7 separate regions of the Mus musculus genome follow, and all the other regions are linked to region 5. The links are chromatin contacts, called in public Hi-C, HiChIP or PLAC-seq and Micro-C maps. All regions are on one chromosome and are shown on one strand. Each heading gives the region's core, a stretch centred on a gene start, on an enhancer-like site or on the middle of the called end of the contact. The rest is flanking DNA. Distances are from core to core; before and after follow the strand shown. Region 1 has its middle 22 kb from the start of Gm51605. Region 2 holds the start of Tarbp1 (TAR RNA binding protein 1). Region 3 has its middle 11 kb from the start of Gm31718. Region 4 overlaps Gm31718 (a long non-coding RNA gene). Region 5 has its middle 46 kb from the start of Gm31603. Region 6 overlaps Gm31718 (a long non-coding RNA gene). Region 7 overlaps Gm31718 (a long non-coding RNA gene).

The links. HiChIP or PLAC-seq counts read pairs in DNA pulled down with a chosen protein or histone mark. Hi-C and Micro-C count contacts between places; a contact is called where the count stands out from the background.
Region 1: a contact with region 5 is called in a CTCF HiChIP or PLAC-seq map of the NIH/3T3 cell line, with 8 read pairs. The contact joins two enhancer-like sites. A contact is called at or near these places in 1 of 15 datasets of contacts at CTCF or cohesin (the NIH/3T3 cell line), 8 of 484 Hi-C or Micro-C datasets (B cells, the N1E-115 cell line, cortical neurons and 5 more) and 2 of 115 datasets of contacts at active chromatin or transcription factors (heart atrium and pancreatic cancer cells).
Region 2: an HNF4G HiChIP or PLAC-seq map of pancreatic cancer cells shows a contact between it and region 5. The contact joins the promoter of Tarbp1 here to the enhancer-like site in region 5. A contact is called at or near these places in 7 of 39 promoter capture datasets (3T3-L1-derived adipocytes, the C10 cell line, HPC-7-derived erythroid cells and 4 more), 2 of 484 Hi-C or Micro-C datasets (the Ba/F3 cell line and embryonic stem cells), 2 of 115 datasets of contacts at active chromatin or transcription factors (the HPC-7 cell line and pancreatic cancer cells) and 1 of 9 other capture datasets (adipose tissue).
Region 3: a contact with region 5 is called in a CTCF HiChIP or PLAC-seq map of the NIH/3T3 cell line, with 18 read pairs. The contact joins two enhancer-like sites. A contact is called at or near these places in 2 of 15 datasets of contacts at CTCF or cohesin (the NIH/3T3 cell line and large pre-B cells), 30 of 484 Hi-C or Micro-C datasets (the 63-12 cell line, B cells, the C10 cell line and 21 more), 11 of 115 datasets of contacts at active chromatin or transcription factors (the HPC-7 cell line, the NIH/3T3 cell line, Th17 cells and 8 more) and 1 of 9 other capture datasets (embryonic stem cells).
Region 4: a FOXA1 HiChIP or PLAC-seq map of pancreatic cancer cells shows a contact between it and region 5. The contact joins two enhancer-like sites. A contact is called at or near these places in 2 of 15 datasets of contacts at CTCF or cohesin (CD8 T cells and the NIH/3T3 cell line), 12 of 484 Hi-C or Micro-C datasets (the G1E-ER4 cell line, the HL-1 cell line, the MC38 cell line and 6 more) and 13 of 115 datasets of contacts at active chromatin or transcription factors (the HPC-7 cell line, T-cell acute lymphoblastic leukemia, double positive thymocytes and 10 more).
Region 6: a contact with region 5 is called in a Hi-C map of bone marrow-derived macrophages, with 23 read pairs. The contact joins two enhancer-like sites. A contact is called at or near these places in 25 of 484 Hi-C or Micro-C datasets (the 63-12 cell line, B cells, the C2C12 cell line and 16 more), 8 of 115 datasets of contacts at active chromatin or transcription factors (the HPC-7 cell line, the NIH/3T3 cell line, Th17 cells and 5 more) and 2 of 9 other capture datasets (embryonic stem cells and liver).
Region 7: a contact with region 5 is called in a Micro-C map of muscle stem cells, with 3 times the contacts expected there. The contact joins two enhancer-like sites. A contact is called at or near these places in 1 of 15 datasets of contacts at CTCF or cohesin (the NIH/3T3 cell line), 15 of 484 Hi-C or Micro-C datasets (CD4 T cells, the G1E-ER4 cell line, the HL-1 cell line and 6 more), 5 of 115 datasets of contacts at active chromatin or transcription factors (fibro-adipogenic progenitors, heart atrium, large pre-B cells and 2 more) and 2 of 9 other capture datasets (embryonic stem cells and liver).

Annotation. Positions count from the first base shown.
Region 1 is chr8:126,521,319-126,524,544 of GRCm38.p6, forward strand. No RefSeq gene overlaps it. Among named protein-coding and RNA genes, the nearest start is that of Gm51605, 22 kb to the left of the region's middle. Within about 2 kb of position 1,868, at least 130 of the 459 cell types and tissues checked have an H3K27ac peak or open chromatin away from gene starts, as enhancers often do. A contact at or near this core is called in the N1E-115 cell line, the NIH/3T3 cell line, embryonic fibroblasts and 2 more, where this site is marked.
Region 2 is chr8:126,473,761-126,476,831 of GRCm38.p6, forward strand. It overlaps Tarbp1 (TAR RNA binding protein 1), which reads right to left and starts at 1,305. Exons shown (of 30, transcript NM_001159907.1): 1 at 495-1,305. The coding sequence starts at 1,305. It also overlaps the pseudogene Gm6091.
Region 3 is chr8:126,917,855-126,920,915 of GRCm38.p6, forward strand. No RefSeq gene overlaps it. Among named protein-coding and RNA genes, the nearest start is that of Gm31718, 11 kb to the left of the region's middle. Within about 2 kb of position 1,602, at least 161 of the 459 cell types and tissues checked have an H3K27ac peak or open chromatin away from gene starts, as enhancers often do. A contact at or near this core is called in the C2C12 cell line, CD8 T cells, the HPC-7 cell line and 13 more, where this site is marked.
Region 4 is chr8:126,866,525-126,869,568 of GRCm38.p6, forward strand. All of the region lies in intron 1 of Gm31718 (a long non-coding RNA gene), which reads right to left. Among named protein-coding and RNA genes, the nearest start is that of A630001O12Rik, 19 kb to the left of the region's middle. Within about 2 kb of position 1,272, at least 100 of the 459 cell types and tissues checked have an H3K27ac peak or open chromatin away from gene starts, as enhancers often do. A contact at or near this core is called in CD8 T cells, the HPC-7 cell line, pancreatic cancer cells and 1 more, where this site is marked.
Region 5 is chr8:126,682,484-126,685,558 of GRCm38.p6, forward strand. No RefSeq gene overlaps it. Among named protein-coding and RNA genes, the nearest start is that of Gm31603, 46 kb to the right of the region's middle. Within about 2 kb of position 1,673, at least 118 of the 459 cell types and tissues checked have an H3K27ac peak or open chromatin away from gene starts, as enhancers often do. A contact at or near this core is called in 3T3-L1-derived adipocytes, the 63-12 cell line, the Ba/F3 cell line and 22 more, where this site is marked.
Region 6 is chr8:126,899,802-126,903,079 of GRCm38.p6, forward strand. All of the region lies in intron 1 of Gm31718 (a long non-coding RNA gene), which reads right to left. Among named protein-coding and RNA genes, the nearest start is that of Gm31718, 6.9 kb to the right of the region's middle. Within about 2 kb of position 1,255, at least 47 of the 459 cell types and tissues checked have an H3K27ac peak or open chromatin away from gene starts, as enhancers often do. A contact at or near this core is called in the 63-12 cell line, the G1E-ER4 cell line, bone marrow-derived macrophages and 1 more, where this site is marked.
Region 7 is chr8:126,883,469-126,886,897 of GRCm38.p6, forward strand. All of the region lies in intron 1 of Gm31718 (a long non-coding RNA gene), which reads right to left. Among named protein-coding and RNA genes, the nearest start is that of Gm31718, 23 kb to the right of the region's middle. Within about 2 kb of position 1,358, at least 153 of the 459 cell types and tissues checked have an H3K27ac peak or open chromatin away from gene starts, as enhancers often do. A contact at or near this core is called in the HL-1 cell line, cerebral cortex, fibro-adipogenic progenitors and 2 more, where this site is marked.

The sequences.
Region 1 (3,226 bases), core at 618-3,117, 160 kb before region 5:
TTCCTCTTGCTCCTCCTCCCCCCCCTCCCCTTCCTCCTCCCCTTCTCTTCAAATGTACACACCTATTAATTGTTTCTGGTGAACTCTAGCTCTGGGAGACAGTTTGGGAAGAGAAGGGGGTTTCATTGTTGCCAGGACACCCAGCTCCACTCTTATACCAGTCTGGTCAAATCACCAGCAATTGCAACTTCTGGTTCTTGAAGGAAAGATGAAGGAGGGCAGAGAGGATGGGACAGTGTAAACAGACAAAGGAAGGGAGGACGGAAACAGGAAGGGGGGGAAACAAGTTAAAGGTCATGCAGAGAGGTTGCGCTTGAGAGAGCAGCAACTACAGAAAATAAAACTAAGACACAATGTGATAGTTTGTGCATGCTTGGCCCAAGGAGTGGCACTGTTGGGATGTGTGGCCTTGTTGGAGTAGGTGTGGCCTTGGAGTAGGTGTGACACTGTGAGTGAGGGCTTTAAGACCCTCATCCTAGCTGCCTGGAAGCCAGTCTTCTCCTAGCAGCCTTCAGATGAACATGTAGAGCTTTCAAGCTCCTCCTGTACCATGCCTGCCTGTACTCTGCCATGCTTCCTTTCCTGATGATAATGGGACTGAACCTGTAAGCCAGCTCCAATTAAATGTTGTCCTTATAAGAGTTGCCTTGGTCATGGTGTCTGTTCACAGCAGTAAAACCCTAACTAAGACACACATCATCCCTCCAATAAGTCCCCACTTTCTCTGGTGTGGTAGTAAATGTTTATAATACCAATCTGTGGGAGAGCTAAGGCAAGACAGGATGATCAGGAGTTCAAGATCACCCATGGATGCTTAGTGAGTTCCAGATCAGAGAAACAGCCAATCACTCACTCAGTCAATCAATCAATAGAGTTCCAGGGCATGCTGGATGTATGTCCACAGCTTTCCCACATACTCTTGAGCCATGTTCACTATCCTTCCCATGCTGAAATTTCCACAGTGAGGTCTCCTTGGAGGATGATCCCAGCCCACATCAGAACAATATGTCATGGCTTACAGAGATGTCACATAATTCTATATAACGAACTTTTTGTGGCCGTGCTGTGAGGGAAGGGATTTTGTCCTCATTGCAGAAGTCAGGGCCTAGGTTACGACATGGTGTCAAGTTCAGTGTCCCTTTCTAAGTTCTGGGCTTCTTTGCACTCTTCTAGCTTTTCTCTCCAGGGAGGAGGGAAACTGAGTCACAGCCTGGAATACTGACTTGGTAGAATCTCATACTTTGCCTTATCCGCTCTTAGATCATCTCAGAGTTCCGATTTAACAAATTGTAAAAGTGTGTGTGTGTGTGTGTGTATTCACATGTGCACGAAAGAGAGAGAGGGGAGGAGGGAGAAGAGGAGGAAGAGAGAGAGTAAGCATGCACATATCAATGCATGCACACATGGAGGTCAGAAGCCAACAGTGGGGGTCTTCCTCTATCACTGTCTATTGTATTTTTGAGGCAGGGTCTCTCAGTGAACCTAGAGCTCAGTGATCAAGCCAAGTGGATGGTCAACATGCTCCCCGGACCCTCCTCTTCCTGCTCTCCCAGCCCCAGGACTACAGATGTGTACCACCATGCCCAGCTTTTAATGTGGGGCTGTGTAACTGAACCCAGTTCTCATACTAGCTCAGCAAGTTCCCTACCAACTAAGCCATCTCCCTAGCTCCAGGGCGCATGATCTCTCAAGTCAACCAAACCCTCCAGAAAGCAAAGAGACGGAGTAACTGTGGAGAGCTAGGGAGAGTTGTTATTGGAAGACGGTGCAGACGCCTGCTGGAAGCTGAAAGGACCACACTGTACTGTCTCATCATGTGCTAATACAATTATCTCATGTTGGCTATGAATAATGCGGTTCCTGGGCTTCTGAAGAAGAGGCGTGGGGCTGCCAGCCCTTGAGAATGGCCCTGGGCAGAGTCTGAGTAATGTAAGCCCGTCTGAATCACAGGAGAGGACCTGCCGGTCTCAATTCGGGATCAGAAAACACATGATGCAAACATTGCCTCGCTGAGCCCTGGAGGGAGGCACGCAGAGGCAGACCCTTGACGAGAGGCCTGGAAGCTTCTCTCTTGCCTGCTCTCCCTTTAACCAGCTTGGCACCCCTTTCCAGGACCATCTTCCACTTGAAAATCTGCCTGTGTGGCAGGCACTTTCACACTCTCTGGGGCTTTGAGCCAGACCTCAAGGATCTGTGGTATGTATGCCTGCAAGCTGGGGCTGTCATCTCAGGCCCATGGAGGCTGGAGCTGAGCGAAGAGGTGTGTGCCTGTAGTGCCTCAGGAGGCAGAGGCAGTTGGATTTCTGTGAATTTGAGGCCAGCTTGATCTGCATAGTGAGTTTTAGGACACTTAGAGCTACATAGTGAGACCTACAAAAATAAATAAATAAATAAAACAAGAAACAAACAAACAAAGCCAGGATGACTGAGCCAGTCTCAGATCCTGATGGCTGGCATTAGTGAGCATAAACCGAGCCATTGTGTCTCAGCCCTCTTCCCTCCTCCCTCTTCCCTCCCTTCTCCTCCCTCCTCTCTCCTTCTTCCTCCCTCCTTTCTCTTCCCTCCTTCCTCCTCCTTTATCCTTCCTCCCTCCTTTTTCCCTCTTCCCTCTTTTCTCTTCCCTCCTTCCTCCTTTCTCTTCCCTCCTCCCTCCTCTCTCTTCCCTCCTCCCTCCTCTCTCTTTTGTCCTCCCTCCTTTCTCTTCCCTCCTCCCTCCTCTCTCTTCCCTCCTCCCTCCTCTCTCTTCCCTCCTCCCTCCTCTCTCTTTTGTCCTCCCTCCTTTCTCTTCCCTCCTCCCTCCTCCTTCCTCCCTCCTTTCTCTTCCCTCCTCCCTCCTCTCTCCTTCTTCCTCCTCCTTTCTCTTCCTTCCTCCCACCTTTCTCTTCCCTCCTCCCTCTACCCTCCACCATATTCTCATATCACATGTAACTGCTTTTCTGCTCTCACTATTAGGCAGTCTCCATGATTCAAGCCATCCTTCCTTTCTAGAAGTTCCAGGAAACACAGCCGCCTACCGCACATTGCACTTATGTGATTCCAACTCAAGTTAGAAGCCATTTCTCCCAGTTCAAGGAAAGTTATGAACTTGGCAGCCTCAGTGGAAACACACATGCACGTGCACGCGCGTGCGCTCGAGCACACACACACACAGAGTTACCCTCAGTCGAGTCACACACACAGAGTCACATACACACACCACATACACACACACACACACACACACACA
Region 2 (3,071 bases), core at 55-2,554, 210 kb before region 5:
GATACGGATGTCAACTTTTTTTCTATCAGGATGTAAAGGCGTGGAGCAGGCTTGGTTTTACACAGAGCATGCTACCGCGTGTGCGATATCTTAACCTTCACTGGGTCCACTTTTCCCAAAGTGCAGGAGGAGGCCGGTGTAGGGTACCACATGCAAGTGTCAAATCCGCTCAGGATGAGGTGGACGCCCCTTGAAGGCTGGTTTGAGGTAGCAGAGTGTGGCTGGGGCAAAGAGATAAGTAGGTGCCAGTCTGGAGAGATGGTTCAGGGGTTAAGAGCACTTGATGTTCTTCTAGAGGACTGGAGTTTGACTCCCAACACACACATCAGGTAGTTCACAATTGCCTTTAACTCCAGCTCAAGGGGATTTGATGCCCTCCCAAGCATACGCACGTGATGCACATAAACTTACACAGGCACGCGCGCGCGCGCGCACACACACACACACACACACACACACACACAATTTTGTTTTTTAGAGAGACAAGTGGGTACCTTTTGTGTCCTGGGGGCTGCAGGAGCAGTCCACCGCCAGCTCTGCAGACACCTGTACAGCCCTCTGCAGCAGGTAGCGCGCGCGCTTTCGCGTGAGCCCGTCCTGCGCGCGGCCCAGCCCCGCCTGGACGGTTCTCCAGAAGCGGCCGCAGAGACGGGCGTCGAGATCCCCGTGGCGCTCATGGTTGGTCAGCAGCTTCTCGGCCAGTGCGCTCAGCACCAGCAGTTCTGGCCCAGTGCTGCCCTCAGCTCCCGGTCCCGCGGAGCTCAGCGCGTCCCACGCCGCACGCAGAGCCGGTTCTGCGCTCTGTGCCAGCGCGGGCAGCAGGCGCGCTCCCACGGCCGGCGGCGCGTCCCCGGCCAGCGCCAGCTCCACAGACGCGCGCCCCAGGCGACGCAGCAGCGGGGCATCCTCCGGCGCGCGTAAACACGGCGCCACGGCGGCCAGCAGCTCCACGGCTGGCGCGCTCGGCAGCTCGCGCAGCGCTTCTTCGGCCAGAGTGACTGCCAGCTCCGGTCCTGCCAGGCGCGCGCACGAGCGCAGCGCCGCACTCGCCGCTCGGAGCACGCGGGGCCTCGCAGGCCCTCCGCCCTGGGACGCGTGCAGTAAGGGCACCAGGTGGTCCCTGGCCACCTCGTGTGCCGCCTTGGCCAGCGCGCCGGCGCCCGCGCCGCGCTCCTCCAGCCGCTGCAGCACCAGGCGCAGGGTCTCCGCCCGCTCCGCACTCGCCTCCCCGCCGCACAGCGCGCCCAGCAACTCGCCGGGCTCCCGACTCTGCGTTAGAAGCGCGTCCGCCAACACCCGCTCCATTTCGCGGGGAGTAGACCTGTGCGCGTGCGCCGGCCACCCTAAGCGCGAGTGCGCGTGCGCGGCGAGAGGTTCCCACCCACACATACCCTGCCCGGCATAGGACCGCATAAGGTTCCTTCAACTTTGTTGGGAGTGTGATGCCTCCTGCCACTCACAGTTTTTAGTAAAAAGAGTTGCTGCAGACATAGTATTACACCAGTTCCGAAGTTCCCGATTGGAAATAGGCCTAGGGCCTAAATTTTCTAGCTGGCCCTAAATTCACATAGATATCCTGCAATCCCCCCAGATGGCTGCTTTTTAAAAGGGTGCATGTTAAGAGTTACCACAAAGTCTCTAAAACAATGGATCACAAATGAAATCTGGATTTATGTTTTGAAAATAAGTTATGAGAGCTGAGAAGATTGGTCAGTAGGAAAAGGGCATGTTATGAAAGCATGAACATCTGAGTTAGGATCCCATGGAGAGGTAACTACCATCCTGCGTGGTGGAGACACATCTCCCCGCCGCCCCCCCCCTCCCCGACTCCCCCGAGTCGCTGATGAGCCAGTATGGCTGAGATCAGTTCCAGGTCCAGTGAGAGAGCCTGACTCTTTTTTTTTTTTCATTAGTAGTAAACTTTAATATTGTTCACTTTGCACAAGAAAAGTGGCTCACTAAGAGCTGGGGTTCTGAGGAGAGAATGTTTAGGCATAAATGGGGGAGCTGTGAGAGGCCTGGAGCCTTGGTGAGGGTGGGGCTCTGAGACTGAAACCCAGCCACCAACAAGGAAGAAACTAGCCCCACCAGTGTCACAATGGTGGACAGCTCTGTCCTCACCTTTGGCTGAACGCGGGACCCCTAGCCACCAGGCAGGGTCTGGGCTCCAGCCTGCATTGAGGCATCTTGGCAATCAAGAAGGGAACTGAAAACGGCTTCAGCGAGTGGACGATGGATGAGCCCGTTCAAGGCACAGTGTCCATTAGGAATGATAGGCCCGCGCTCCCCCTGCTCTCTGAGAGTCCAACCTGGGTAGGAGCTGGCAGGCCCCAGGTCCCCTCAGTTGGCAGAGTTGTATTGTAGGACTTGCTGAGAGGCAAAGAGCTTCTTGACAGCCAAGGCCTCTCCCGGCTGCCCCAGCACCAGACAGTTCTCTTTGTTGTCTGACCCAGCAGCCTGGGCTGAAGACTTCTTAAAGTAGCACAGGCGGCACACGGAGTGATACTTGTCGGCTCCGCCAATCACCTCCACCTCTTTCTCCAGACCCAGCCTCTTCGTGTAGGCAGCTTCTCGGAAGCACTCCATGCACACAGCGGTGAGCTTCACCACACTCTCCGCCAGGGGCACCAGGTTCAAGATGCTGCCGAAAGCCTTCCTCTGGAAGGTCCCATCCAGTGCTGCCACAATTACTGTCTTGCCCTCGTTGGCCATCATTTCACAGAAATCCACAATGTCAGGAAAAAACTGCCCCTCATCGATGCCAATGACGGCCACACTCAAGGACTCCTGGGTCACATCGCGGAGCATGCAGGCTGGCAATGCGTCAATGGTGTTCCGATCATGTGTGGAGAAGCTGTTGCTATAGCGCGTGTCTTTGGCATACTTGATGACCAGGCACTTGTACTGGGCGATCTGGAAGCGCCGGACTCTTCTCATCAGCTCCGTGCTTTTCCCTGAGAACATGGGCCCGAAAATCACCTGAATCTGCCCCCGGGTCTTGCTGGGGGAGCTGGGCAGCACGGTGGGTAGATTGATGTAGCTCATGGCAGCTGTGCAAACTTTAGCACCGA
Region 3 (3,061 bases), core at 352-2,851, 240 kb after region 5:
CTTCACAGAAGGGCTTGTCCGATCAGCTTCCAAGACACTAACTTTCCTCTAAGAACCCCACCTTCTTCACTACGTACCTGAGGGGGACACATGTGTGGCCATATTACAATAGTTATGTGCAAGATACTTGAGTGGCAGGTCTTTATGATCCCTCAGTCCCCAAATCCTCACACTCAACTGAATGTGATGGCACACGCCTGTAATCCCAGCACTCAGGAGGTGAAGGCAGAAGGATCAAGAATTCAAGACTATGGCCATCTACAGACAGAGCAAGTTCAAAGTCAGCCTAGGATATGTGAAATACTCTCTCAAAGGTTCAAAAGTTTCTCCCTGCACCAAAAGAATCTCTCTCTCTCCCTCTCTCCCCCTCCCCTCCCCCCCCCTCTCAGACACACACACACACACACACACACACACACACACACACACACACCAAAAACTGTTCCAAGATTCCTGCTACAGTTGCCAGGAAGGCTCAGAAGGGCAGGATAAGTTTGGGCTGCAATGGTGAGAACACATGGTGGCCCTCATGGGCCAGTTCCCCTACCAACACCCCCTCTTCCTCCCTCCTCTGCATGTGAGTGTGTGTGGAAGTGAGTTCATCTGTGTGTGCACATGTGTGTGCATGCATGCATGTGTGTCCGGGCATGCATGTCTGTGTGCATGTGTGTGTGTGTGCATGTGTGAGTACCTGTGTGTGTATGCTTGTATGTGTGTGTGTGCATGTGTGTAGGTGTGTATATGTGTAAGTTCATCTGTGTGTATGTGTGTGTGAGAGTGCATGCATGTGTGTGTGAGTTCATCTGTGTCAGTGTATGCTTATGGGTATAACTTAACTGTGCATGTGTAAGTGTGTTCATCTGTGTATGTGTGTGTGTGTGAGTTAGTTCATCTGTGTGTGAGAGTGTGTGAGCTCATCTGTGTGTGAGTTCATCTGTATGAGTGTGTGTATGTGTGTGTACAAATGAGTTCATCTGTGCATGTGTGTGTGTTTAAGTGTGTTCATCTGTGTGCGTGTGTGGATGGAAGCCAGACACTGACTTTAGAGCCTTTCTCTACTGTGCAACACTTTCTCACTGAACCTAGACATCACTGCTTTGGCTAAACTAGCTGGGCAGAGAGCTCTAAAGCTCTTCTTGTCTTCCATGTCTCAGCCCCAGCTCTGGGGTCACAGGCATGTGACCCAACAAGCCCAGCTTTTTATATGGGTGTGGAAGATCTGTAATCTGTGGAAGATCTGAACTCAGGTCCTTAAGCTAACATAGCAAACACTTTACCTGCTGAGCCATCTCCCCAGTCCCAAGAAGGATGTTCCTTGCATGGAACCATGACTCTCCAGAACCCCCACTCCCCGACCCGGAGACTTCCCCCAGGTCTCTCACTCTCATTCAGTGATCAGCTCCAACTCCATCTTGCCTCATCCTGTCCCTCCCACGCTGTGGGACACCCTACACCTCATTGCTGCTGCTGCTCTGCAGTGAGATCCTACTCCCTCCCTCCCTCAGTTCCAGCCTAGTGAAGACAACAGTAACCCGCACTGTGGCTCTCCTGGGTGACTAATTGGTTAATCCTGGGAAGGCCTTTGAAGCTGAAACACCAGTGTGTTACTCACAGGCTGGAGGCATGAACTTGCCCTAGGCCAGGTCTGAGTCAGCAGAGAGTGGCCTCCCACCTCCATACAGGCTGAGCCAGCCAGCCTAGGTCCTGCTCAAGGTCAAGGCTGTCCTACAGGAGAGCATGGCAATGTAAACCAAGGGAGATAGTGAGGTCTTAGTGGCCTGTGTGGGGTGGCTGTTCTGAGCCTGAGAACTGGGCCCTGTTGAAGATCACATAGCACTCAGTCCTCAGCTCATGCTTCCAAGATAGCACATGCAGCAACCTTGGTCAGGACAATATTTCCTGGTCATCGTTTGGAGAAATATTTTTTCCCACAGCAAATTCCTTAGGAGCCACAGCCTATCTCCTTGCGATCTCCTTAGGTGGGAGGGCAGTGCTGTCAGCCTAAGTCTTGGGAGAAAGATGTGGGCAACTTGTGGATTCCCTCGGCCTTCTCACACGCATCTCTCTTGTGAGGGTGGAGGTGATGGCTGAGACCGGGCCTCACTCTTAAAACCAGGCTGGCCCTTGAACTCACTGTGTAGCCTAAGCTAACCCTTTACAATTCATTTGCCTCAGCCTCCTAGCATGCCTGGCCATCCCATCTGCCTATGGGAGGAAGAAACTAGTCAAGTGTGATGGTAGGTACCTATCATCCCTGCATTCAGAAGGTGGAAGAAGAGAGATCAGGAGTTTAGTGATAGCCTGGGCTACATGAAACCAACCCTGTCTCAGAAAAGAAACAAAAGGCAGGCAAGCAGGCAGGTAGGAAGGGAAGGAGGGAAGGAGGGAGGGAGGGAGGGAGGGAGGGAGGGAGGGAGGGAGGGAGGGAGGGAGGGAGGGAGGGAGGGAGGGAGGGAGGGAGGGAGGCTGGTAGGCCAGTTTACAAACCAGAGGCCAGCCCTTGTGCTGATGCCCTTAACCCTTCCAGCAGGGTTTTGTCACCAGAGCTGGGAGGCAAGAACTGACAGCCTTTAAGATGCAACCCAGTGTCAGATTCCCCAACAATGGAGCAGCAGGTCCCCACACCCTGCCCCCCCACCCTCCTGTAGTGACCCCCATATGATCTGGCCCCCCAACCTCTGCCTTTCCTCTGCCCTCTCTGCCATTTCCTTCTTCCAGAAAACAACCTCCCTGGCCAGAAGGATTTCAGGCACTTCTGCTTTTGTTCTAAAGCCACCAGCTCTTATAATATTTTCTGCTCCTCTTCCCAGGGACTCTGAAACACACAGATGACAACACTTTAAAAACAAAGAGCCGAAGGCGGTGGCACATGTGTATCGCCCCAGCACTTGGGCGGCAGAGACAGGCGGATCTCTGCGAGTTCAAAGTCAGCCTGGTCTACAGAGTTAGATCGGGTCTCAAAAAAAAAAAAAAATTACATTAAAATTAAAACACAAAAATCTGAAGTAAAACCAGGAGGGACTGCTGTCAGCTTGGGGCAGGAAAGGGGAGAGCGGAGAGC
Region 4 (3,044 bases), core at 22-2,521, 180 kb after region 5:
CCTTGGTTGTACTTCTCCCCTACTCTGACATTTCTAATATCATGAAGAAGGAGAAGGAGAAGGAGAACAACAACAACAACAACAACCCAAGATTTAATCAGGCAAGGTAACTCAAACCTGTAATCTCAATTTTGAGAGGCAAGAAGATTGGGGCAAGTTTGAGGCCAGCCTGGGCTACATAGTGAAACTTTGTCTCAAAAAGTATCAAATTAAATTAAACTCCAAATGAAGGCACTAAGGAGACAGCTCAGTTTATAAAGTGCTTGCTGTGTAAGAAGGAGGACCCATGTTTGATCCCCACAGCCTAAATTTAAAAGCAGGGCATGGGGCTCAGCTTGTAAGCTTCCAACTGGGGAGGAACCAACAGCTGGGCCTCCCCCCCCCCCACCAACCCCAGGGTTTAATGGCCATCCAGCCTGGCCCACTCAGTAAGTTCCAGCCTAGTGAAAGATCCTATCTCAAAATAAGGTGACAGCACCTGAGAGACTGATTGGCCTCTGACCCCACATACATGCACACACATGTGCATGCACATACATGAACATCCATACGCATGCACACACACACACAAAAGGAAGAAGGAGCACAATCTAAAAGACTGCCTCACCAGGGGGCGTCCACCCTGAAGGATGCTCATGGGAGCATTTTTCTATGCTTTTCCCCCCTCAAGTTAAGAGGTAAAGGATGCCCAAAACTTTGGCTTTCCAAACCAGAAAGGCTGGGCGTCTCACAGAAAGCAGCAGGTTTTGATGCAGTCCCACGGGCAGCTGGGGTTCCCCCACCCCTACCCTCTGCTTCTTCCTCTCTCTCACCCCCTCCATGTCCCTCTTTGAGTGAGTTGGGTGGAATGGGAGGCCTCTCTGTTTTGCAGGCTGAAGGAAGCCCCCATTTCTCTGCATCACAAGTCTAGGAAGAGCTCCTGAGGAGTCGATGTGAGCTCCCTATTAGAGGTTCAGAGTGAAGGCTTCAGGACACACACACTCACACACTCACACACCAGCATCAAGCCCTCTTAGAGTCTGTGGCCCAGTGCCATCACTCGAGATTCTGTTCGGGTCCCTCTGAAGCCTTCGCCTGCACCTGCCAGCTTCCCAGACAGAAGTCACACCGTACAGTGAAGCATAGAAAACAGAAAGCCGTTAGCCCCCAGTGAATGTTATTTTTAATGAAAGTGGTACATTTTGAGTCACAGTGTTAAAACCAGGTCAGAAATGAATCATCAGAGAATCAACCACAAAGTCCCCTGGAGGTGACTGCAGATGACTGCCCTGTCACCAGCTCTGCACACGCCTCCCTGAGATTCTGTCACGCGGAGCCAGTGTGGGGCCACTGGGTGCCATGTCAGCTCAAAAGATGTTATGTTGTCACCAATGGGATTCCCCGGCTTGGTGATGTGGTGGTCCCACCCACACAAGGAAGCGGCCATCATCCTGCTAGGTCTATGATTACATCATCCTACTGGCTTCCAGGTAGTGTGTCTCAGATGGTGGAAAGAGATAAAAGGACCTGTTCCTCCCTGACCCGGACTCTACCTAGTGCCCACATCTCCTCCTGGCTATGGAGAGGCAGCCCAGGGGCTGAGAGATGGCTCCATCAGTAAAGTGGTTGCTATGCAAGCATGAGGATCTGACTTTGATCCCCAGCACCTGGCTGTGGTGGCATGTGCTTGTCATCCAGCTCTGGGAAAGCAGAGACAGGTGGAAGTAGAGGCAGGAAGATCCCTGGGGCTTATCAGCTTAGCCTAATAGGCAAACCCAAGCATTTGAGAAACCATGCCTCAAAAAGCAAGTGAAGGGTTCCTAAGGAACAATGTTCAAGGATGGCCTCTGGCCTCCAAACACAAATGCACACACATGCATGTACATGGGAACACACAAGATACCCATTTGAACATGTGTATAACACACATAGACACACATGCATACTTACACACATGTACACTCATATACACTCACACATACACACAAAAATACACACACATACATATACACAAATACACACACATACACATATACACACACACAAATACACACATGCATACACATATACACTTATACTCACACACACATACTCATATACTCACACATACACACACATGCATGGGCACACACACATACGCACACATACATACACAATTACACACATACTCATACATACACATACACATATGCATGCATACATGCACATACACACTTAAATTCAAACACACATACACATTCTCTCTCTCTCTCTCTCTGTCACACACACACACACGCACACACACAGGGAAGCTCAGGATGGGCTGCTGTGTTGAGTAATTTTATGTAAAGTTGACAAAAACTAGTCATTCATCTGAGAAGGAGGAACCCCAATTGAGAAATGCCTCTATAAGACTGGGCAGTAGGCAAGCCTATAGAATATTTTCTTAGTGAATGATGTTGGAGGGCCCTGCTGATTGTCCTGAGCTGGTGCTCCTGGGTTCTATAAGAAAGCAGCAGGCTAAGCCAGCCATGGGGAACAAGCCAATAAGTTACACGCCCCCATGGCCTCTGCATCAGCTCCTGTCTCCAGGTTCCTTCCCTGTTTAACTTCCTATTCTGACTTCCTTCAGTGATGGATGGGATGTGGAAACAAGCCAACTAAACCATTTCCTCCCTAACTTGCTTTTGGTCATGGTGCTTCATCATAGCCTCTGCCTTCTGGTTTCAGATCCTTAGACAGGCTGAATATTGACCCTGGCCACTCTGCTTCAAAGACCTCCTTCTAAGACCACACTAAGGATCAAGTGGAACGCACCATGCAGAAAACACAAGAGCTAGTTCCCTTCTGTGGAAGCAACAACAAATCACTCCTTTTTGGTGAAGGAGTTAAAGGCTCCTTTCTGGACCTCTCTGAATTGGAGCCAGACTGCGAGTGGCTAAAACAGATAAAATTTAATAGAGGTAACATCTCCAGCACCTGCCTGTAATCTCAACATTCACTCAGACAGGGGGATTGCATAAATGAGACCAGCGTAGGTTACACAGTGAGACCCTGGAAAAGAATACATAAGGAGTCACATGTTA
Region 5 (3,075 bases), core at 423-2,922:
CAAGGAAAGAAAGACAACAGCAAAGAACAAAACCAAGCTACGCATACAGCACAGGGAGCTGGGGAGAGAGCTTGTTGTCTGCCTGGCAAATCACCAACCTGACACACTTAAAAAAAGCTCGGAATGGTGGGGTTCTTGTAAGCCAGTACTGGGGAGGGTAGAGACAGAATCCCTGGGACTCACTGATCGGCCCTGCTAGCTTAGTGAGTTCCAGGTCATAAGAGATCCCATCTCAAAAAATAAGAAATTAAGGTGGATGGTATGTCTAAGGCTGTCTTCTGGCCTCCACCTGTATGCACACAAATTGTGATTACAGAATATAAAATGAGGTCCTGGCATGTAGAAGAGCTGAAGTCTGCGGCTTGGACCAGGTGTTCTGATTCCCAGATTGAATGAGGCTGTCTCCAGGAGGCCATCTTGTCTCTGCCTCTCTCCTCCCTACCTGGGGCTTAAGACATGTGAATGAGCCCACGCTTGACAGCTGCTACCACTCACGTGTTTAGAGAGCATCTTATTTCGTCCTCTTGCCCCTCAGATGTTGTCCATCTGCCTGCTTGGCCGCCCTGATGAGAATCTTATGAGCATGTGGCATTTCCAGAGTTTTTCTTAGTCTAAATGCCATGGACAAATCCCTCCTGAAATCTTATCCATATGTGCTGGGTTCATCCTCAGTCCTTGAAGGAACAGAGCCAGCCTCTCGTTAATTTTCCAATCTTTCCCACTAAAATGTTTAGTTCCCCTTCTGAGTCCTTTCATAGATTATTTCTGCCAAGACAATGGGACAGAGGGTTCCTGGAATAAATGATGGAACTGGAGGGAATTAACCAATAAGATCAACGGTGGAGCCAAGCCAACTGTTGGAGCCTCCCCATCCCATGCAACTGGTACAGGGAGGCAGAAGTGCTTCCCCAACTGTCTGTCCCGGTACCATGTGGCTGTACATGTGTTGCACACAAGTGTCATGCAGATGGAGGTCCACGCCTTGCTTCCTGGGTTTGATTGATGGCAACTAGCCAGGGTTATAGCTGCAGCAATAGGCATTATTAGGGAGGTGGCACCCACAGCACTGGGGGCCATCCATATGAGATTCTTACGAGCATATGGGTTTTTCTTATCACGGTTTTTCTTAGTCTAAACTGCATGGACAAATCTCTATTGAAATCTCATCCACTATGCAAAGTTTATCCTCAGTCCTTGAAGGAACCAAGCCAGTCTCTTTGTTATGCCTAACCTGGTTGGCTTTCTGGGACAGAGCTGTGGCCCCTGATCTGCTGGCAACTCACTTCCTCTTTTCAGTAGAATGGTACTAATGATACCATCCACTTCCAAGTCTTGCTTTCTTGTACATTCATGTAAGAATGAGTAGATATGTATACATGCAAATATATGCATATATCACACATGTACATATTTAGATATGTACATGTTAGGAAGACTGGGTGAGATGAATGGAGAGGAGAGGAGACCTATCAGACAAACCTAAAGGAATCCTAAGCTGACACATCCTTTCATTATGTCCTCATGAAATGGCATGTGTGGGTGAGGGAGGGGTTCTAGGAGCTTCAGTAGCTTACCCATCACCATTAATCCTGCAGTTGGCAGCTTGTGTCAGTTGGCTCAAAAGCAGTGACTCACTCTGACTCAAAGGGCTCTGAAGACTTCTCCTTGAATCCGTCACAACACATCTTCCTCTCTGGCAGCTCTTCATGACTCAGAGGCCCCTCAGCCAGGCCACTGGGAGATTGGGGGATGGGGATGTTTCGAGTGATTGAAAAATCGTGTCTGACACCGGGGAGACAGTTCAGTTAGTAAAGCACAGTGAGTCTCACACTTGTGAAGATTGGAGACTCACTGCAAGAACCCATATTTAACAATAATAATAATAATGCAGGCATGGTGGTGTGCTTGGGATCCGAGCCCTAGGGAAGACAGGTACAGGATGATCCCTGGGCACTGGCCAGCTAGCCTAGGCTACTCGGAGAGATCCAGGCCAGAGGAAGAGTGCATCTAGAAGACAAGGTAATGGCTAAGGAAGCATGCCTGAGGAAGGACCGCCTATATACCTTTGACCCTCGCTTGTGCATGTGCTCACGCACATTCAGTTCTTGTTCATGTGTACATCACACTTGAATGTGCATACACGCACATCTAATGCACATGCACACAGAGAGAGAGACACACAAGAAAGTCCATGTTTGCACATAAGATTTCATTTCCTTTGACTTTCAAGCTGAGAAATTACTGGCAAACTTGTTCCAGGAGAAAATATTGAGCAATTGTTATCAGTGAGAATGTCTCTGTCTGTCTAGGGGGTAGAGGGCAAGAATGGTGACCCAAGAACAGCTGGCCCCCTTTTAAAAGTCTTTTATTCCCGACAATGACTAATGGCTGTCACCAGTAGACAAGCACCTGGCCATTGCTGAGCACAGAGAAGTGAATATATATGTATAGGAAATTTTATAGAAGAAATATTTGTTTTATGTTTGTTTTGTTAGTGTGTGTGCATGTGAGCGTGCAAGCACCCATGGGGAGGCCAGAGGACAATGTCTCACACTTGCCTGGGACTTAGAAGTTATGTCAGGCTGGACAGTCAGTGAGCCCTAGGGATCTGCCTGCCTCTCCCTTCCCAGTGCAGAGGACTACGTGAGGATGTCACCACATCTGGCCTTTTACAAACACTATCTGGGAACCAAATCCAGGTCTACGTGCTTGCAATACGAGATCACTTTACCTACTTGGCTTCTTCCCCATCCCAAAAGATATTTCTAGAGCCCTTCACAGCACCTGTGTGTTCAAAGCCACTGGAGGAAGACCACACAGCTCCTTGCCCTGAAGCAGGTCTGAGAGATGGACTGGTGGCTTTACCGAAGGTCGGGTTTCACAGATTGATGTGGAGGTTTGGCCATGGGGAAGAAGCACAAGCAGGTCCATTCATTCAAGTTGTTTAGCAATCTGGCATAAAAGACTGCTCACATGACGCAGAACCAACAAACTCGTGGGGATATTCCAAATTAGACAGTAAGGTGTGTGAAGAGCCTGGGGCGTGGGAGGCCCAGCCTTCCACAGGATTCGGCA
Region 6 (3,278 bases), core at 5-2,504, 220 kb after region 5:
TCCTTTCTCAGCTTTTTACTATGATTGTCTTTCTAACTGTTGTAGTGATTTGGAGAACTACCAGGACCCAGACCTCAATTTTAACAATGCCTGTAACAGCATTGCATGCCCTCTGACCAACTGTGCCTGCAGTTACAATTCTCTTACCAATGACTGAGTTTATGACTTGGTTGGTTTTTTTTTTTTTAATGGTATTAGTTGGAACTGAACACGCTCTGAAAAGTGCGCCAATTACGTCAGCGATCGAGGAAAAAAAAAAAAAAAACACTAACCTCCCTCCATGTGGCCAGCTTTATCGTTCTGATACTGCAAGCTCCTGCAAGGTGCCTGGGGTTAATTAACTGCTTCAGAGGAAATCACATTGATCTGTATAAGCCATGAGTACCTGCCTGTCCTTCTTGCAGAAACCAATCTGGTGGCATCTCCTGGTCCCACTGCTTCCAGATGAAGGACTCTGAGTTACAGACTGCCTCCCCTACCCCCTCTGATCCTCCTGCTCCCCTGGGTAATCCATTACCCACAGTGACTCAGCTGCCTAGAGGCATCTGGGACAATCTGATGACCCTGTTCACCTACACTGCACTCATCTGATACTGTGAGAGCCTCTCACCTTCCCCTCATGGGAACCCCAGCAGCAGCAGCAATGGCTGCAGTGTGGAGCCCTGCCTGAGGCCTGGCATTCGTGTCTGAAGAACCCTCCAACCACTATTAAAGCCACCTTTTCTCAGCCACCTTTTCTCAATGCAAAACGAAACACAAAACCCACACACAACACTGCAGCCAAGTGCTCCGTGAGTGCCTTTTGGGGCAGAGTATGTAGTCATGTCATCTTCCTCTGGTTAAGATGGAAAGATCTCTGGTGGGGAGGAGATAGGACATGAGGAGATGGCTTAGCCCAACAAGACACTTGCTGCAGAGCTGGCAACCTGAGGCCCATCCTCAGGACCCACCTAGTAGAAGGAGGAGACCAACTCCCAAAAGTTGTCCTCTGATGGCCAGTAGCCCCCTCCACAAATGGCCTGGTCGGTGGCCAACAACATCCTATGATGAGAACCACAGGAACCTTCCTTGCCAGGCAAGGCAAAGCCATCTTGAATCAAGGACAAGATTATGTTTTATAACTTCAAGAGGCTCTATAACCAGGAAGTGCAGTGAAACACAACACACCTGAGGGAGGCCTGCCAGCTCTCAGAGGCCCTGCCTTTCTTTCTACAGGTGCTGTGGAGACTCACTGACAAGCCTGCTCAATTTCTGAGTTCTAATTTAGAAAGTGACTTTTTCTTTCTTAACATGGCTATGCCTGGCATCTCAATCTCTTCAAGTCCCTCCCTCCCTCCCTCTTTCCCTCCTTCCCTCCCTCCTTCCCTCTCCCCTCCCTCTCTCCCCTCCCTCCCCACACTCCCCCCTACGGATGCCTCACAGCAGCTGCTTGAAGATTTCCATTGCTTAACCTGCCCACTTTCCTGACCTCAAACTCAAAAAAAAAGCACAATTTCCTCTTTTTCCTCTTCTTGTGGCAGCTGACTGACCCTGCTGGCTTTCTATCTATAATTCTTTTTTTTAAAAGATTTATTTATTATTATATGTAAGTACACTGTAGCTGTCTTCAGACACACCAAAAGAGGGCATCCGATCTCATTATGGATGGTTGTGAGCCATCATGTGGTTGCTGGGATTTGAACTCAGGACCTCTGGAAGAGCAGTCAGTGCTGAGCCATCTCTCCAGCCCCTCTATCTATAATTCTAACAATTTTTTCAAGTTTTCTTTTGAATCCATCTTAAATTTCTTTATCTGTGAGACAAGAGAAGGAGCCTGAGTTCCAATCTGGTTGCCTTCTGGAAGTGGGGTCATCTGTGAAGGGAAGGGAATTGGGGCTGCAAAGAGTGTACAGCAACAGCAGAGACAGGCAGGTGAGGCTACACAGCCCTGCCTCAGGTCTGAGGTCATGGCCTCTGTTCCCAGGCTGCCCAAGGTCTGAGAGTTCCCTAGATGTTTGTCCACCTGTTTGAGTAACAGAGCCCTGTCTTGTCCCCATAAAGAAAGGGCTGTAGTCCACACAGTGATATGCAAATGGTGTTTACCCAGGTGGGGCACCTTGTGAGACAGGCTCTGGCAGAGTCCTACACTTAAGGTCACTTTATGCCAATGTTCTACTTCTTCTCTGGGCTTTAAAGGGAACCTCTGGGTCTAACCACAGTACGATGAACATACACAGAATTAGTTGGAAGAAGGGAAGAGGAGATGTGAGGGTAAGAGGAAGAGAGACAGAGAATGAAGTAGCTCTGAGTACAATGTCTGTCTAGCTCACACAATAGAATAAATACACACAACAGAGTAAAAAGAAAAAAGTCCTGGGCTTGCTACAACTGGCCAGACGAAATCTTCCTCTGAGGTAGTGGTCCTTAATCTTCCTAAAGCTGCGACCCTTTAATGCAGTTCCTCATGTTGTGGTGACCCCCAACCATGAAATTATTTCATTGCTACTTCATAACTGTAATTCTGCTGCTGTTATGAACCGTAATGTAAATATCTGATATCTTATTTGTGACCCCTGTTTAAAGGGTCATTTGACACCCCTCGGGGAGTCACAACCCACAGGTCGAGAACCACTGCTCTCAAGACTGGAGATGTGGCTGAGCGACTTGAAGAGAACCAACCAGCATTAGATTCCTAGCAATCACATCAGGACGCTCACAGACACCTATAACTCCGGCTCCAAAGAATCCAACATTTCTCCAAGGCACCTGCACTCACATGCGCACACACACACACACACACACACACACACACACACACACATACACACACTTTAATAAAGATAATTTTTTAAAATAAACCTTTCACTAAGTCATTTTAATGCAAACTATTATGATGCTAGCATTAGTTTGTAAGAAGCATACTTGTATTTTTTTATTTGCTTATTTAGTTTTGATTTTTCAGTATTGGAGATTGAATACAGGGTCTTGCATAGGACAGGCAAGCATTCTATTACTGAGCTACATCTTTCTAGATTTTCTAAAATTCAAATTTCGACACAGGGTCTCACCGAGTCAGCCAGACAGAACACAACTGTTACAAATCTGTATGAGTTGCTGAGATTACAGGTGTATACATCAGGCCCAGTGCCGAGCCTTGCACCTAGGCATAACCTGTCTGACAGAAGGCCCTTGGTGCTTCATACTTGTATACTAAGTACTTCCTATTGATTGATTGGTGGCCAGCTGCATGAAGACACACTTCCTTTTGGAAGGAGACTGAGCAGCTCCGGGTGCTCACA
Region 7 (3,429 bases), core at 108-2,607, 200 kb after region 5:
AGCTGAGTGTGGTGATGACTACTGTGCTAGGGAGGTAGAGATCAGCCTGACCCAGAGAAGCTCACTAGCCTAACCTGCTAGATGATTTCCAGGCCAGTGAGAGACCCTGCCTCAGAACAAAAAGACGACTGGCGCCTGTGATATAACACCTGAGGTCATCCTCTGCACCCATGCATCTTACCTGCACACGTGCATGTGCACCCACACATACAAAAGGTAACAGACTAGGAGAAGACTTGAAATTTGTGTTCAGTCATTGATGGAAGGCTTGGAGTGATAGAAACACCTCAAAAAAAGAAAGTAGTAACCCAGACACTCTGTAAGACCCTTGAGCGAGCTCAGCCTTTGATGACTGCCATTTTGCACACCCTTGACGCTTCTTAGCTCCTCTTCTAGAAGATGCAGTTTCCCCCGTGGAACTCTGGGAATGAAGGTTACCATATCCAGCCCTGTACACTGGTTTAGGGATTTAGCCCAAGGCTGGTGCTTTAAAAAAAAAAAAAAAAAAATCCTTCCTTTAGCCTCCCAGAGACAGGCTGCTCATTTCCATTGCTAAGGTGGAGGAAGAGATAAAGGGATTTATTATCTGAACATTCCAGGGCCTCCCAAACAAATCTGTTCCTCCCTCTAACCACCCCCACCCCCCCGCTCCCCAAAAAGCTGGACCGAGTTTTAAAACATAAGTGTGTTTTGTTCCCAAGCCAGCTTGTCCGTCTCGGCGGCACTCATACACGCAGGGCCTCCTTATCAAATCACAGACTGCTAAGTCACAGAGCAGGAGAGTTCTGGTTCAGCACACCTCATGAGCTGCAAGCCCCAAGAAGGATGTCTGTGTCTGCCTTGCTTGTCATTAGCATCTCATGGTCACATGGCAGTGCCTGCGTCATTCAACCACTGGCAAAGAAAACAGAATGAGGTCAGCCACGAGGGAGAACAAACGGCATAGCTCAAGGAGCACAAACGCAAGCCTGGAAACTTGGGGGGTTGGGGGGGCAGGCTTGTGAGGGGGTGAGTTGTGGCTGATCACAGCCTCCTGGTGGTCCCTCTCTGTGTTCCCTGGTGTTTGCACAGCCCAGGTTACAAATCTGGGCATCATCACCACCAATATCCCCATAGTAAAGGTGACAGACTGGACAGAGCATGCCACATCCCTTGCAGCAGGGTAGAGTCTGGAGCCGCCACGCACCCTCCCCTTCCCTTGTAGAATGGAAGGTGCCAGCCACTTGGGGGTCAGAGTTTGAGGGGAGGCTCTTCTGAGGAATGTGTCTGTGGAGAAATCCATGCTCCCTAGAGGGAAGTGGGGACTGTCCCTGCACATCAGACTGTGGCAGAGCTTACCCCAGGATGCCCTTTAATGAGAGCAGAGAAGACTAGGCCCTTTGCCAGCCAGGACCTCAGAGTCTAAATAGGGTTGCAGTAGGCTGGCAAAGGTCCCTGAGGCCTGTAAATGTGAGGAATCTGGTGGGGGTTTTGTTTGTTTGTTTGGTTGGTTGGTTGGTTTTGTTTTCTAAGGAAATGGGTCTTTGCAAATACGAATAAGGACTGTGAGATAGAACAGTTATCCCAGGTGCCTCACAACTGAGAAGGGCAAAAGCCCCCATATACAATGACTTGTGTACTTAAAAGACAGAGGCCGGGCAGTGGTGACACACGCCTTTAATCCCAGCACTTGGGAGACAGAGACAGGCGAATTTCTGTGTTTGAGGCCAGCCTGGTCTACAGAGTGAGTTCCAGGACAGCCAGGACTACACAGAGAAACCCTGTCTCGGAAAAACAAAAACAAAAAAAAAACAAAACAAAACAAAACAAAAACAAAACAAACAAACAAAAAGACAGAGGCCAAGTGTATCAATTACTTCCTTAGTTGCTGTGACAGAATACCTGTTGAAAGCAACAGAATACCTGTTGAAAGCAGCTTCGGTGAGGAAAGGTTTATTCTGGCTCACAGTCGAGAGGATACAATCCACCACAGAGGGGAAGGAGAGCAGGAGGCAAAGGTGGCTTGCCACTGTGGCGGCACAATCGTGAGGTGGATAGTCACATCCCACGCGCAGTCAGAAAGCACCACAGCGAAAAGCCTCTGGAGAAAGGAACCTCACAGAAACGTTGACCTCAGCCTTCCAGCCTCCAGAGCTTCGAGCAAGAAGGTCTCTGCTGACCAAGCATGGGAGCATGGGCAGACGAAGACACCTCATACATAAACCAGAAGAGGGTAGCTCTTAAAACTTAAAGTCCACCACCACTCCCACTCTCACCAAGCCACTCCCTCCAGCTGAGCTGCTCTACCTTCTGAAGTTTCCACACCTCCCAAACAGCGCCATCTGTAGGCAACCAAGCGTTCAAACACAGGAGCCTAAGGGAAGTGGTGGTTGAGGAGCTGAGGCCACAAACTAATCAATGGCAGACAACACCCCACCCCACCCACCCCCAGCTGGAAGGGATCAAAGTGGGTCCTTCCCTGGATCCTTGGAGGGAATGCAGTTCCGTGGACACAGCCAAACGAAAGTGCCGTCAAACTTCTGCCCTCCAGAACCGCGAGAGAACAAACTGCTGTCTTATGTCTCTTTGTGACAGCAGCCAAGAGGACATCATTCATTATACAGAAGCTGACGACTACCTGCTTGAGTGTCAGAACCAGAAGCAAGTGTTGGGTTGGGCCAATTTCTGCCTCAGTGCTTGTCAGGGCCAGTCTAGTCAGGGTCTGGGTCAAGAGAGAACGCTAGTATGGACCACTGAGTGCCTGAGTCATGGAGCTACCAGAAAAGGTAGGAACCCCACAGGGAGGAACCACAGGTAAGCCCTGTCTAGAGACCCAGACCTACCATCCTAGCTACTCTGGAGGCTGAGGCGGGAAGAAAATGAACACAAAGCATACTTGGGCTACAGAGTACATTCAAGGACAGCCCAATGAGACCTTGTTTCAGTAAGAAAGGCTGGCAATACCAGACAGTGGCAGAGCCCTTGCCTAGCCAAAGACCTGGGCTCCATTCCCAGCACAGGAAGAAGATGAAGGTAGAAAAGGTCTCGAGTGGCCACACAGAAGGGGGTTAGAGAAGGGCCGGGGGCAGGTATCTACTTCAGCCATACTCAAAAATGCCACCCCCTTCAAACCCTCTCCACCCCATAGGACTGCCCTGGCCCTTTGGCCCCTTGCCTTCCTCCAACCTTTTAAGCAGGGAAATGGGAAACAGAGCCAGACAAGAAGGGTCTGGGGGACAACCAGCCTTGCCCCTTTCCCATGCAGGCCTAAGCAGGCTCAGCTGGAGCGGGGAAGGGAATGAGATGTTAAAATTTAGAGTTCTGACTAACATCTTGGCCCAAACACTGAAATTCTGAGTTGGGACTGTTTTCCATTTAAAGTGACCATTGGCCAGGCTGTTTCCTAAGAGCTGCAGAAAAGTGTGAGCCTGCCAGGTTTTCCAGCCTTGA